Linked DNA regions of Pan troglodytes: region 1 is linked to region 2. A link is a contact called in public HiChIP or PLAC-seq data. All regions are on one chromosome and are shown on one strand. Each heading gives the region's core, a stretch centred on a gene start, on an enhancer-like site or on the middle of the called end of the contact. The rest is flanking DNA. Distances are from core to core; before and after follow the strand shown.

Evidence for each region. HiChIP or PLAC-seq counts read pairs in DNA pulled down with a chosen protein or histone mark.
Region 1: an H3K4me3 HiChIP or PLAC-seq map of stem cell-derived excitatory neurons shows a contact between it and region 2, with 2.7 times the contacts expected there. The contact joins the promoter of FTL here to the promoter of BCAT2 in region 2. A contact is called at or near these places in 4 of 7 Hi-C or Micro-C datasets (blood, induced pluripotent stem cells, a lymphoblastoid cell line and 1 more), 1 of 1 datasets of contacts at active chromatin or transcription factors (stem cell-derived excitatory neurons) and 1 of 1 other capture datasets (stem cell-derived neural stem cells).

What each region holds. Positions count from the first base shown.
Region 1 is chr20:51,900,491-51,905,873 of NHGRI_mPanTro3-v2.0_pri, forward strand. FTL (ferritin light chain) reads left to right here and starts at 4,013. Exons shown (of 4, transcript XM_063802058.1): 1 at 4,013-5,383. It overlaps BAX (BCL2 associated X, apoptosis regulator), which reads left to right. Exons shown (of 6, transcript XM_063802057.1): 5 at 1,106-1,210; 6 at 1,830-2,096. The coding sequence ends at 1,934.
Region 2 is chr20:51,746,813-51,752,395 of NHGRI_mPanTro3-v2.0_pri, forward strand. BCAT2 (branched chain amino acid transaminase 2) reads right to left here and starts at 2,758. Exons shown (of 11, transcript XM_001171838.8): 1 at 2,587-2,758. The coding sequence starts at 2,610.

The DNA of each region.
Region 1 (5,383 bases), core at 2,763-5,262, 150 kb after region 2:
AGGAGGCTCAGGCAGGAGGATCACTTAAATCTGGGAGGCGGAGGTTGCAATGAGCCGAGACTGCGCTATTGTACTCCAGCCTGGGCAACAAGATCAAAACTCCATCTCAAAAAAAAAAAAAAAAAAAAATTAGCCAGGCATGTTGGCAGGCACCTGTAATCCCAGCCCTTTGGGAGGCTGAGGCAGGAGAATTGCTTGAACCCGGAAGGCAGAGCTTTCAGTGAGCCGAGATTGCGCCACTGCACTCCATCCTGGGTGTCAGAGCAAGACTCCATCTTAAAAAAAAAAAAAAAAAAAAAATGGAAGCAGCTCAGCGAGGCACAAAACAGGAAGTGGAAAGGTGGAGTGAGGTCAGGCCAAAGCCTGCACACAGGGCTTGTGGGCTGCGCTGTGCCTTCGGGTCTTCATCCTGAGGGTACTGGGGAGCCACAGAAGGCTCAGGGGTGGGGCAGTTGAGAGTAACATTATCTTGTTTACAATTTTATTTTTTTTATTTATTTATTTTTTGAGACGGATTCTTGCTCTGTTGTCCAGGCTGGCGTGAAATGGCGTGATCTGGGCTCACTGCAACCTCTGCCTCCTGGGTTCAAGCGATTCACCTGCCTCAGCATCCCAAGGAGCTGGGATTACAGGTGCCTGCCACCACACCCAGCTAATTTTTGTATTTATTTATTTTGAGATGGAGTTTTGCTCTTGTTGCCCAGGCTGGAGTGCAATGGCGCAACCTCGGCTCACTGCAACCTCCGCCTCCCGGGTTCAAGCAATTCTCCTGCCTCAGACTCCCAAGTAGCTGGGATTACAGGCATGTGCCACCACGCCCGGCTAATTTTGTATTTTTAGTAGAGATGGCATTACTCTGTATTGGTCAGGCTGGTCTTGAACTCCCGACCTCAAGTGATCCGCCTGCCTTGGCCTCCCAAAATGCTGGGATTACAGGCATGAGCCGCCGCACCTGGCCATGTTTACAATTTTTGAAGCCGACTTCAATTGTGGGTGGCAGAAATCTTTGAGGGGAGGCAAAGAATTGAGAAAGGAGGTTTGGGGCCACTATCTCCAGGCAGTGGGGACAAGGTTCAGTCCCTAACGCCCACTCCACTCCCCACAGGCCCTGTGCACCAAGGTGCCGGAACTGATCAGAACCATCATGGGCTGGACATTGGACTTCCTCCGGGAGCGGCTGTTGGGCTGGATCCAAGACCAGGGTGGTTGGGTGAGACTCCTCAAGCCTCCTCACCCCCACCACCGCGCCCTCACCACTGCCCCTGCCCCACCGTCCCTGCCCCCCCGCCACTCCTCTGGGACCCTGGGCCTTCTGGAGCAGGTCACAGTGGTGCCCTCTCCCCATCTTCAGATCATCAGATGTGGTCTATAATGCGTTTTCCTTACATGTCTGATCAATCCCCGATTCATCTACCCTGCTGACCTCCCAGTGACCCCTGACCTCACTGTGACCTTGACTTGATTAGTGCCTTCTGCCCTCCCTGGAGCCTCCACTGCCTCTGGAATTGCTCAAGTTCATTGATGACCCTCTGACCCTAGCTCTTTCCTTTTTTTTTTTTTTTCCCACTGAGAAGGGGTCTCGCTATGTTGCCCAGGTTGGTCTCGAACTCCTGGCCTCAAGCGATCCTCCCGCCTCAGCCTCTCAAAGTGCTGGGATTACAGGTGTGAGCCACCATGCCTGGCCTGAGTCCAGCTCTTTAATGCCCATTCATCTCAGTCCCCTGCCCGCAATCCTGCCTTCTGGCCTCCTCCGTCCCTGATCCCGCCTCTGCCTGCCCAGGGGCTGCCCCTGGCCGAGTCACTGAAGCGACTGATGTCCCTGTCTCCAGGACGGCCTCCTCTCCTACTTTGGGACGCCCACGTGGCAGACCGTGACCATCTTTGTGGCGGGAGTGCTCACCGCCTCACTCACCATCTGGAAGAAGATGGGCTGAGGCCCCCAGCTGCCTTGGACTGTGTTTTTCCTCCATAAATTATGGCATTTTTCTGGGAGGGGTGGGGATTGGGGGACATGGGCATTTTTCTTACTTTTGTAATTATTGGGGGGGGTGGGGAAGAGTGGTCTTGAGGGGGTAATAAACCTCCTTCGGGACACACTTCGGCATCTGAGTCACTGGGCCTCTGCCCCGCTCCCCGGCACGTCAGGAGAGCCGGCCCTGTCCGCTGCCCCACGCCGGGCCCGCCGTCTGCTGGCCTAGAGATACCTGCTTGGGCCACTCAGGGACGTGGGGCTCTCTGCACTCACTTGACATCTTTTTCTGGGGTGCCCTATGGGGTCTGTGGGTTAGGGATGAGTTGGTCCTGGGCCTGACCTGCAGGAGCTCACGGGAAAGGAAAAGAAGGGAGCTCACGGGAAAGGAAAAGGGAGCTCACGGGAAAGGAGGGTGATAGGTGGTACATCTGTCGCAGCCCAGGATGATCTGTGCGGGACAGAGGCAGCGGCCTGTGAGGCCCAAGCAGGCGTGTGGGTAGGGGAAGAACAGCACGGCCGGCTGCAGAGCAAGCCTCCGGGGCCCGGGGACCACAGCCTGGCATGTCACACGTGGGACCTCAGGAGGCCATACCTTTACTGAACTGGAGAATGGGAGTGGGGGGAGGAGGGATGGGAGGACCAGAGGAGCAGGAAGGGCTCTGGAGCCTGGTGGTGAGGTCGCTGGAGGGTGGCAGGCTGAGGACACCAGGGCGAGGGCCCACGGGAGAGGCCTCCTGAGCTGGGCTGAGGACAGAGAGGAAGGGACCTGGCTGGGGACTGAGAGGCTGGAGGGCAGGGCAGAGGAGGAGGAACCTGGTCTGGCCCCACAGCTGGGTGGGGCCCCCCTGGAGAGGAACTGCCGGAAGAAGGTGCTGAGCTCAGAGGCCCAGTGACCTTAGACACAGGCGGAGCGAAGACAAGGGGGCTAGAGGATGTGGGTTCTCAGTCACAGGGTCTCTGGCGCCCCCCTCTGGGTCTTTACCCCCTCCCATCTCTGGGTCTCTGTCCCCACTCTCTCTCTGGGTCTTTGCTTTCCGAGCCTCTGTTCCCACCCCACCTTTGGCCCTCTTTCTCTGGGCCTCTTTCCACCCCTGGCACCCAGACCTCTGGCCCCCTCTCTCTGGGTCTCTGTCCCCCGCTCTGGATCTCTGGCCCCCCATCTCTCTCTGGGTCTGTCCCCCCACCCTGAGTTTCTGTCCCCCTCTCTCTGGGTCTCTGTCCTCTCTCTGGCTGTCACTCTCTCTTGGGTCTCTGTACCTCCCCTCTCTCTGGGTCTCTTTCCCTCTCCCCGGTCTCTGTCCCCCGCCCCCGGGTCCCTGTCCCCCGCCCCCGGGTCCCTGTCCCCCCAACCCCAGGTCTCAGTCCTCCCTAGTCTCTGTCCCCTTCTCTCTGAGTCCCTGTCCCCCCTCTCTCTGGGTCTCTGTCCCCCCTTCTCTGGATCTCTGTCCCCACCTCTCTCTGGATATCTGTCCCCCACTCTGGATTTCTGTCCCCTCCCGCCGGATCCCTCTGAGTCTCTATCCCCCCCACCCCCGTGTCTCTGTACCTCCCTGCCTCTGTCCCCCCCCACCTCTGTCCCCCCCCCCCCCCTCTGGGTCTCTTTTCCCCTCCCTCTGGGTCTCTGTCCCCCTCTCTCTAGGTCTGTCCCCCTCCCCTCTCTCTCAGGGTCTCTGTACCCCTCTGTCTCCGGGTCTGTTTTTCCCTCTCTCTGGGTCTCTGTCCCCCTGCCCAGGTCTCTGTCCCCCTCTCTCTCAGGGTCTCTGTCTGAGTCTCTTTTTCTCTGGGCCTCTGTCTCCCCACCCCACATTCTCTATGGTCTTCAGATCCTGTCTCTCTCAGCCCCTCCTCTCCCTCCACCTATGGGCCCCAAGGCCCCTCTCGGCCGACCAAAGGTCTCTGGGCTGAGGTATGACATTTGGTAAATGAGTAACTCGGGCCCCACAGTCAACGGGGTGCTTTGGATGGCTGCCCCTCCTCCATGGACTCTTCCCAGAGACCCCAAGTCAGGGGAGAGAGAGGGGCAGAGGATCAATGAGTGTACACTGAGCCACCACCCAGAGTGAGGGGACAATATGGCCACAGGCAGGATCCCAGAAAAAAAAAAATTATGGGAACCAAAAAGACACGGAGACAAAGCACACAGCCGGCTTCCAACAAGGGGGGACCTTGGGGTAGGGGGCCCGATTTGGGTCTGAGCCAGGTCTAGTTCTGAGGGTCCCACCAAAAAAGTCGGGGAGTGCCAAGGGGATGAGGTCAGCGAGTGGCCCCACCCCCATCCGTCCCCGCGGGGGCCCCTTCCCGCGCTGAGCTCAGCATGACTCAGCAGTCGCTGCCTGCAACAAGGACCCCAGATACCGGCCTGGCGGGGCATCTGCAGATCCCCTCGGTCAGGGGCTGCCCCGCCTGGGCTGTTCGAAGCAGCTCCTCTGTAGGGCAGGGCCTGACCTCACCCCACACCCCAGTGGCTTCAGCTCCCTGCCCAGCGCACGGGCTGCCTCCATCAGGGCACTTAAGTAGAGTCAAGGTTTGCGCCGACTCCGTCTCCCAGAAATCAACGTGGACCAGGCCCACTTAAAAAATATGCATTAGTCGAAGACAGACGTCTCGTCCATAGGTCCCCAGACTGTTTGTCCACAACGCAGGGCTTCTCTTTGTGGGCCTGAAAGAGCACACGTCAGGCAAGACACGAGGGCAACTTCAGAGACACTGTTCAGGGCCACGGAGAATTCTCGAAGTCTGTGAGTTGCCTCCAAAACAGCCTCCAGGAAATGCAATCCCAGAGACACCGCAAAGCTCAAAACACACTTTTCATTCCTCCCCATTTCCACTCCCAGAAAAAGCCTGGGCCCCTGAAAGAGCTCCAAGGTATCCCCAAAGTCCCAGCCCATCTTTGGAGGGTTCCAGAGGGCTGTCCAGGGTTCCAGAAGTCACCCTACCTCATACAATGCTCCCCCTGGGCTTCCCGCACTGGGTGAAACCCACGGCTCCAGAATAACTGCCCTTTCCAACTTGCAGAGCACCTCAAGAACCTAAAGATTTCCCCGGGGAGGGCTCCAAAATATAGAGAGTTTGCATCGTGAACCCCCACCTCTGTAAATCCCAGGACTCCAGTCCCCGCAACACTCCATCTTCCAGAGATCTCCAGGGGTCCAGAAATAACACCTCACAGCCTTCCAAGCTTCCCAAGGATCCGGAGACTCCTTATCTTGCAGCGCAAACCTCAGGCAACTACAGGTCCTCCCTGCACCTTTGAGGTGCCCCTCCCCCCACTCAAGGTTCCAGAAAAATCCATGCCCTCGGAAACCCCAGAATCTTACTTTCCGGAGGCACCCCCAGGACCCCAGGGTCATCAGTTCACAGGGCTGTTAGTGCTCCCATAAAACTCTAGCCTCCCAGAGGGACCCCAGCCCC
Region 2 (5,583 bases), core at 1,508-4,007:
AGAAAAAGAAACACAGAAAGGGGCGCACAAACAGAAAAAAAAAAAAAAAAAAACAAAACCAGAAATTGACGCCAAGAAACAAGAGATGCCAAAATAGATCTAATCATAGAAAGAGGCCACACGCAGTGGCTCGCGCCTGTAATCCCAGCGCTGTGGGAGGCCGAGGCAGGAGGATAGCTTGAGGCCAGGTGTTCAAGACCAGCCTGGGCAACATAGGGAGACCCTGTCTCTACAGAAAATACAAGTTAACTGGGCATGGTGGCGGGCGCCTGTAGTCCCAGCAACTTGGGAAGCTGAGGCAGGAGAATTGCTTAAACCCAGGAGGCGGAGGTTGCAGTGAGTCGAGATGGTGCCACTGCACTCCAGCCTGGGCGACAGAGCAAGACTCTCTGTCTCAATTAAAAAAAAAAAAAAAACAAAGAAAGAAAGTAGGCAGCTGGCTCAGTAGCTCATGCCTGTAATCACGGCACTTTGGGAGACAGAGGTGGGAGGACTGCATGAGGCCAGGAGTTCAAGATCAGCCTGGGCAATATAGCAAGACCCTGTCTCTACAAACAATTTAAAAATTAGCCAGGTATGGTGGCACACACCTGTAATTCCAGTTACTCAGAAGGCTAAGGTGGGAGGATCACCTGAGCCCAGTAGGTCAAGGCTGTGGTGAGCTATGATCACACTGCTACACTCCAGCATGAGTGATAGAGTGTCTCTCTAAAAAAAAAAAAAAAAAGACCAGCATGGTGGCTCACGCCCGTAATCTGAGGCAGGTGGATAGCTTGAGCCCATCTACTCAGGAGGCTGAGGCACGACAGTCGCTTGAACCCATGAGGCGGAGGTTACAGTGAGCTGAGATCGTGCCACGGCACTCCAGCCTGAGCAACAGAGCAAGACTCGGTCAAAAAGAAAAGACGAGACAAAGAAATAAAGTACGTTTGGGGGTTCACAGGGCAGGTCTCTATAATGTGATAGAACCTCCATTATGTCCCATACAGCCCAGGAGTATCACCATCAAAGACCAGGAGTGTCACTGTCAAAGCCCAGCAATGCCCTCCATACTCCAGGACTGTCCCCATATCACGGCCCCGGAGAGACCCCATCATACCGCAGTCTGCCCTTGTCACAGCCCACACATGACTCCATCACGTCTAGAACTGCCCCCATCACAGACCAGGGCTGTTCTATGACGGCCCAAGATGCTCCACATCACAAGTCCAGATTGTGCCTGTAACTTATCAGAACTGGTCCCCAGCAGAGCCGAGTACTGTCCCAAACAGCTCAGGAATGTCCCCCATCCAAAGCCCAGCACTTTTCCCCATTATAACCAGCATTGTCTCTGCCAAATATCAGGGCTTATTTCCTATTCACCAGGTCTGAAATTAAAAAAAAAAAAATCCCATTGTTGTCTTTTTCAATCCCCAGGACTATCCCTATGTTGCTGTCTAGGCCAGTACCTTCCAGACTGTCCCTACCATGGTCCAGCACTGTCCCCTCCACACCCCGGGACTGTCCCCATCACAGCTGAGGACTCAGCCCAATTATCTCCATTACAGGATATCTCTATCTTCATCAGAGCCTAGGAATGTCCCATCATGAGTTCAGGGCCATTCTATGACACCAGAACTGTGCCATGATGAGACGGTCCACATCAGTCCCAAGTGGACCTGTCAAAGCCCAGTACTGCCCCACCACAGTCCAGGAATGTCACCACTAAAGCCCAGATTGCCCACATACCCCAGGTATCCCAGGACTATCCCTATCAGTCACTAAGAGCCGAAAAAAGTGAAATTCTGCCCTGACATTCATCAGCTAGGATAAGAGACTCAAATAAAGTCAGGTGTAAAGTTAACAGACAGTTCTCCCAAGGTTACACCGCAGCTGTGAAGGCTTGTAATGACCCCTTTCTTTGGCTGTTTCCTTCCTCGCTGAGAAACCTTGTTCTCTGAAATCATAGACTCTGGGAAACGCTGCTGCTGTTTGACATCGCACAGTCAGAAGGGATCGTCTCAGCCAGCCTGCAGCATCTGTCACTTTGACCATGAGACGCTGCCTCGATTTCCAATCCAGGTGCAAAGCTTCAGATAGGAGTTTGGGAAGCACAGCAATCCCCATCTCTATTTTTTTCAACTTTCATTCCAAGAAATAGGACCTTGAGTCCAATTCCCAGAGCTGACACTTGAGGTCCAACTCTGCCCTCACCTGCACCCGGCCCTGGAGGTCTGGGCCCCTTTATTCCAGCTCCCGCACAGGCTGATGCCCCACCGCACCCCAGGGCTCCGCTCCCCAAATCACAACCTCCCCACCCCCACGCCTCCCTCATTACAGGGTCCCCCACCATGTTTCCCTTTTTTTTTTTTTTTTAACCTCCCCACCAATTACTTGCCCCACCTCATCCGCGTCTACCTGCTCCCCCTCACCCCATTAAAGCCTCGTGCTCCTTTCCAAAGGGCGCCATCCTCCTCCGCGCCCTGCAGCGGAACCCCAGGGCGGGAAGAGCGGCGCCGAGTCGGACCGGCTGCAGGCCAGTGGTCTTCCCGGAAGTGCGCCTCCCCCGGTTATTTCACAGACCCCGGCGCGGGGCTGCGAACCCACCTGCCCCAGAGCGGCTGCGGCCATGATCCGTGCGGCGCGTAACTGTGCCCGCCCGGGGCGCGGCCCCGAAGAGAGACGTTCCGGCCACGCCCCGCTCACGCCTCCTTCTGGGGGAAGGCGGCCGACCAGCGCCCCAGGCCGTCCCAGCTCCAGGGCGTCGGCAGGGAGCCAGACACTGCTGCGGGGCGCAGGCGCTGGTGGGAGGGCAGGACTTGAAATACGGTCCCTGCCAGGCGAAGTGGCTCAGGTCTGTAATCTTAGCACTTTGGGAGGCCGAAGCGGGCGGATTACCTGAGGTCAGGAGTTAGAGACCAGCCTGGTCCAACATGATGAAACCCCGTCTCTACTAAAAATACAAAAAATTAGCCGGGCGTGGTGGCGGGCGCCTGTAATCTTAGCTACTCGGAAAGCTGAGGCAGGAGAATTGCTTGAATCGGGGAGGCAGAGGTTGCAGTGAGCCGAGATGATGCCACTGCACTCCAGCCTGGGCGACAGAGTGAGACTCCGTCTCAAAAAAAAAAAAAAAAGCCTGGCTTGGTGGCTCACACCTGTAATCCCAGCATTTTGGGAGGCCGAGGCGGGCGGATCACCTGAGGTCAAGAGTTCGAGACCACCCTGACCAACATGGTGAAACCCCGCCCTACTAAAAATACAAAAATTAGCTGGGAGTGGTGGTAGACGCCTGTAGTCCCAGCTACTCGGGAGGCTGAGGTAGAAGAATTGCTTGAACCCGGGAGGCCGAGGTTGCGGTGAGCCGAGATGGCGCCATTGCACTCCAGCCTGAGCAACAAGAGCAGAACTCCGTCTCAAAGAAAAAAAAAAGAAAAGAAAAAAAAGAAAAAAGAAATACGGTCCCCACCCAGGCTGTGTTCCAGCCACACTCAAGCCAGGTACTAATGTGCATGCAACGGTTTTCAAAAAAGCATTTCCTTGGGAGCAAAAATGCATTTTTTGTCGCGGATCGCTGGCAAGCATAAGCAGCACGAGGTAAAGAAAGGGAAAGGCAAGGAGCAGGACATTCCGTGTATCACGTTCCCTTAGCGACGCGGACACCACGTCAATGCACAGGAACGGGAATGGTGCTTTGGAGAAGGGCTTCTGAAGAGGGCCGCAGGTAGGGATAAAGGGCAGCCTCACTTTGCAGCCTGGATACTGCCCTGTTCCAGTATTTTTTCCTATCAACGAAAAAGATGTATGTGTAGCCCAGGCTGGAGGGCAGTGGCGCGATCTCGGCTCACTGCAACCTCCGCCTCCCGGGTTCAAGCAGTTCTCCTGCCTCAGCCTCCTGAGTAGCTGGGATTACAGGCGCCTGCCACCACGCCTGGCTAATTTTTGTATTTTTAGTAGAGACTGGGGTTTCACCATGTTGGCCATGGCTGGTCTGGAACTCCTGACCTCGTGATCCCCCCACCTCAGCCTCCCAAAGTGCTGGGATTACAGGCGTGAGCCACCACGCCTGGCTTGACTCTTTAAGAGGTAAAAACACACACGGTTCACCAGGGCTCCTTCCAGTCCCTTATCATCTGAGAAGCCTGAAAACTGTCAATCCTGCACTCATCGGTGAATAGTCCCCAGCGCAGGGCTTCCTGATTATCCCTCCAGGAGTGTCTCCACAGCATCAGGACCCCAGAGTTAGCCAATCACTGCCCTTCAGGATGCCTCTGACCTCTAGCAACTCAAAGCTGCGGCACCGGCCCCTAAATTGTGCTCCTCTGTTACTGTGCCCCCAAAACCTGCGGGTTACTGTGGCACTCAAATCAGGTCCCCGGCTGGGCGCGGTGGCTCACGCCTGTAATCCCAGCACTTTGGGGGCCAAGGCCGGTGGATCACCTGAGGTCAGGAGTTCAAGACCATCCTGGCTAACATGGTGAAACCCCGTCTCTACTAAAAATACAAAAATTAAGGCCAGGCACGGTGGCTCACGCCTGTAATTCCAGCACTTTGGGAGGCCGAGGTGGGCGGATCACAAGGTCAGAAGTTCAAGACCCGCCTGACCAACATGGTGAAACCCCATCTCTACTAAAGATACAAAAATTAGCCGGGTGTGGTGGCGTGCGCCTGTAATCCCAGCTACTAGGGAGGCTGAGGCAGGAGAATCATTTGAACCCTGGAGGCGGAGGTTGCGGTGAGCCGAGATCGCGCCACTGCATTCCAGCCTGGGTGACAGGGCGAGACTCCGTCTCAAAAAAAAAAAAATAAATAAAAATAAATAAATAAAAATACAAAAATTAGTTGGGCGTGGTGCCGGGGGCCTGTAATCCCAGCTATTCGGGAGGCTGAGGCAGGAGAATCGCTTGAACCCGGGAGGCGGAGGTTGCAGTGAGCCGACATTGCACCACAGCACTCCAGCCTGGGCGACAGAGTGAGACTCCGTCTCAAATTTAAAAAAAAAAAAAAAAAAAAATCGTATCCCTCGGCCATTGTGTCTCGGCAATCCTACCCTGGGACACTCTGTCTCCAAATTCTACCCCCACCGTGCCCCCAAGTCCTGTCCCCGGGTCACTATCCTGCCACCCCTAACAGCCACAGGCCCAAACAGCCAAACCGCGGGACCCTTCCCTCACAGGGCGTCGCCCTGTTTTTCTGCGCTCCGCCCCAGTCCTCCTGCCCCACCCGCCAGCCCCGGGCTGTAGGGTCGGGGCCCACTGACAGCTCCCGCCCCCGCCGCGGCCAATCAGCGGTTGGTGCACACGCCCCCCCGGCCACAGCCAATCCGCAGCAGCCCTGCAGCTCCACCCCTCACCTGGGGGACGCCAGCGCACCCGGGCCCTGCGCCCCTCCTGGGTCCAGCTGGGGAGTCTGCGTCCCCCAGTGCCCTGCGGACCAAAACCCAGGAGTTTCAGCCCCTCCTCCCTCTGATCCAGATGTCTCAACCCCCTACTTTCTCTTCCCTTTGGACTTTTCTTGCCAGCCACCTTCCTATTCTACAGGCAGTGAGAGGAAAACTCCTTTTCCCTGAGGGCCAAGAGTAAGAGGGCCTTCTGCGTCTCCCCCTCC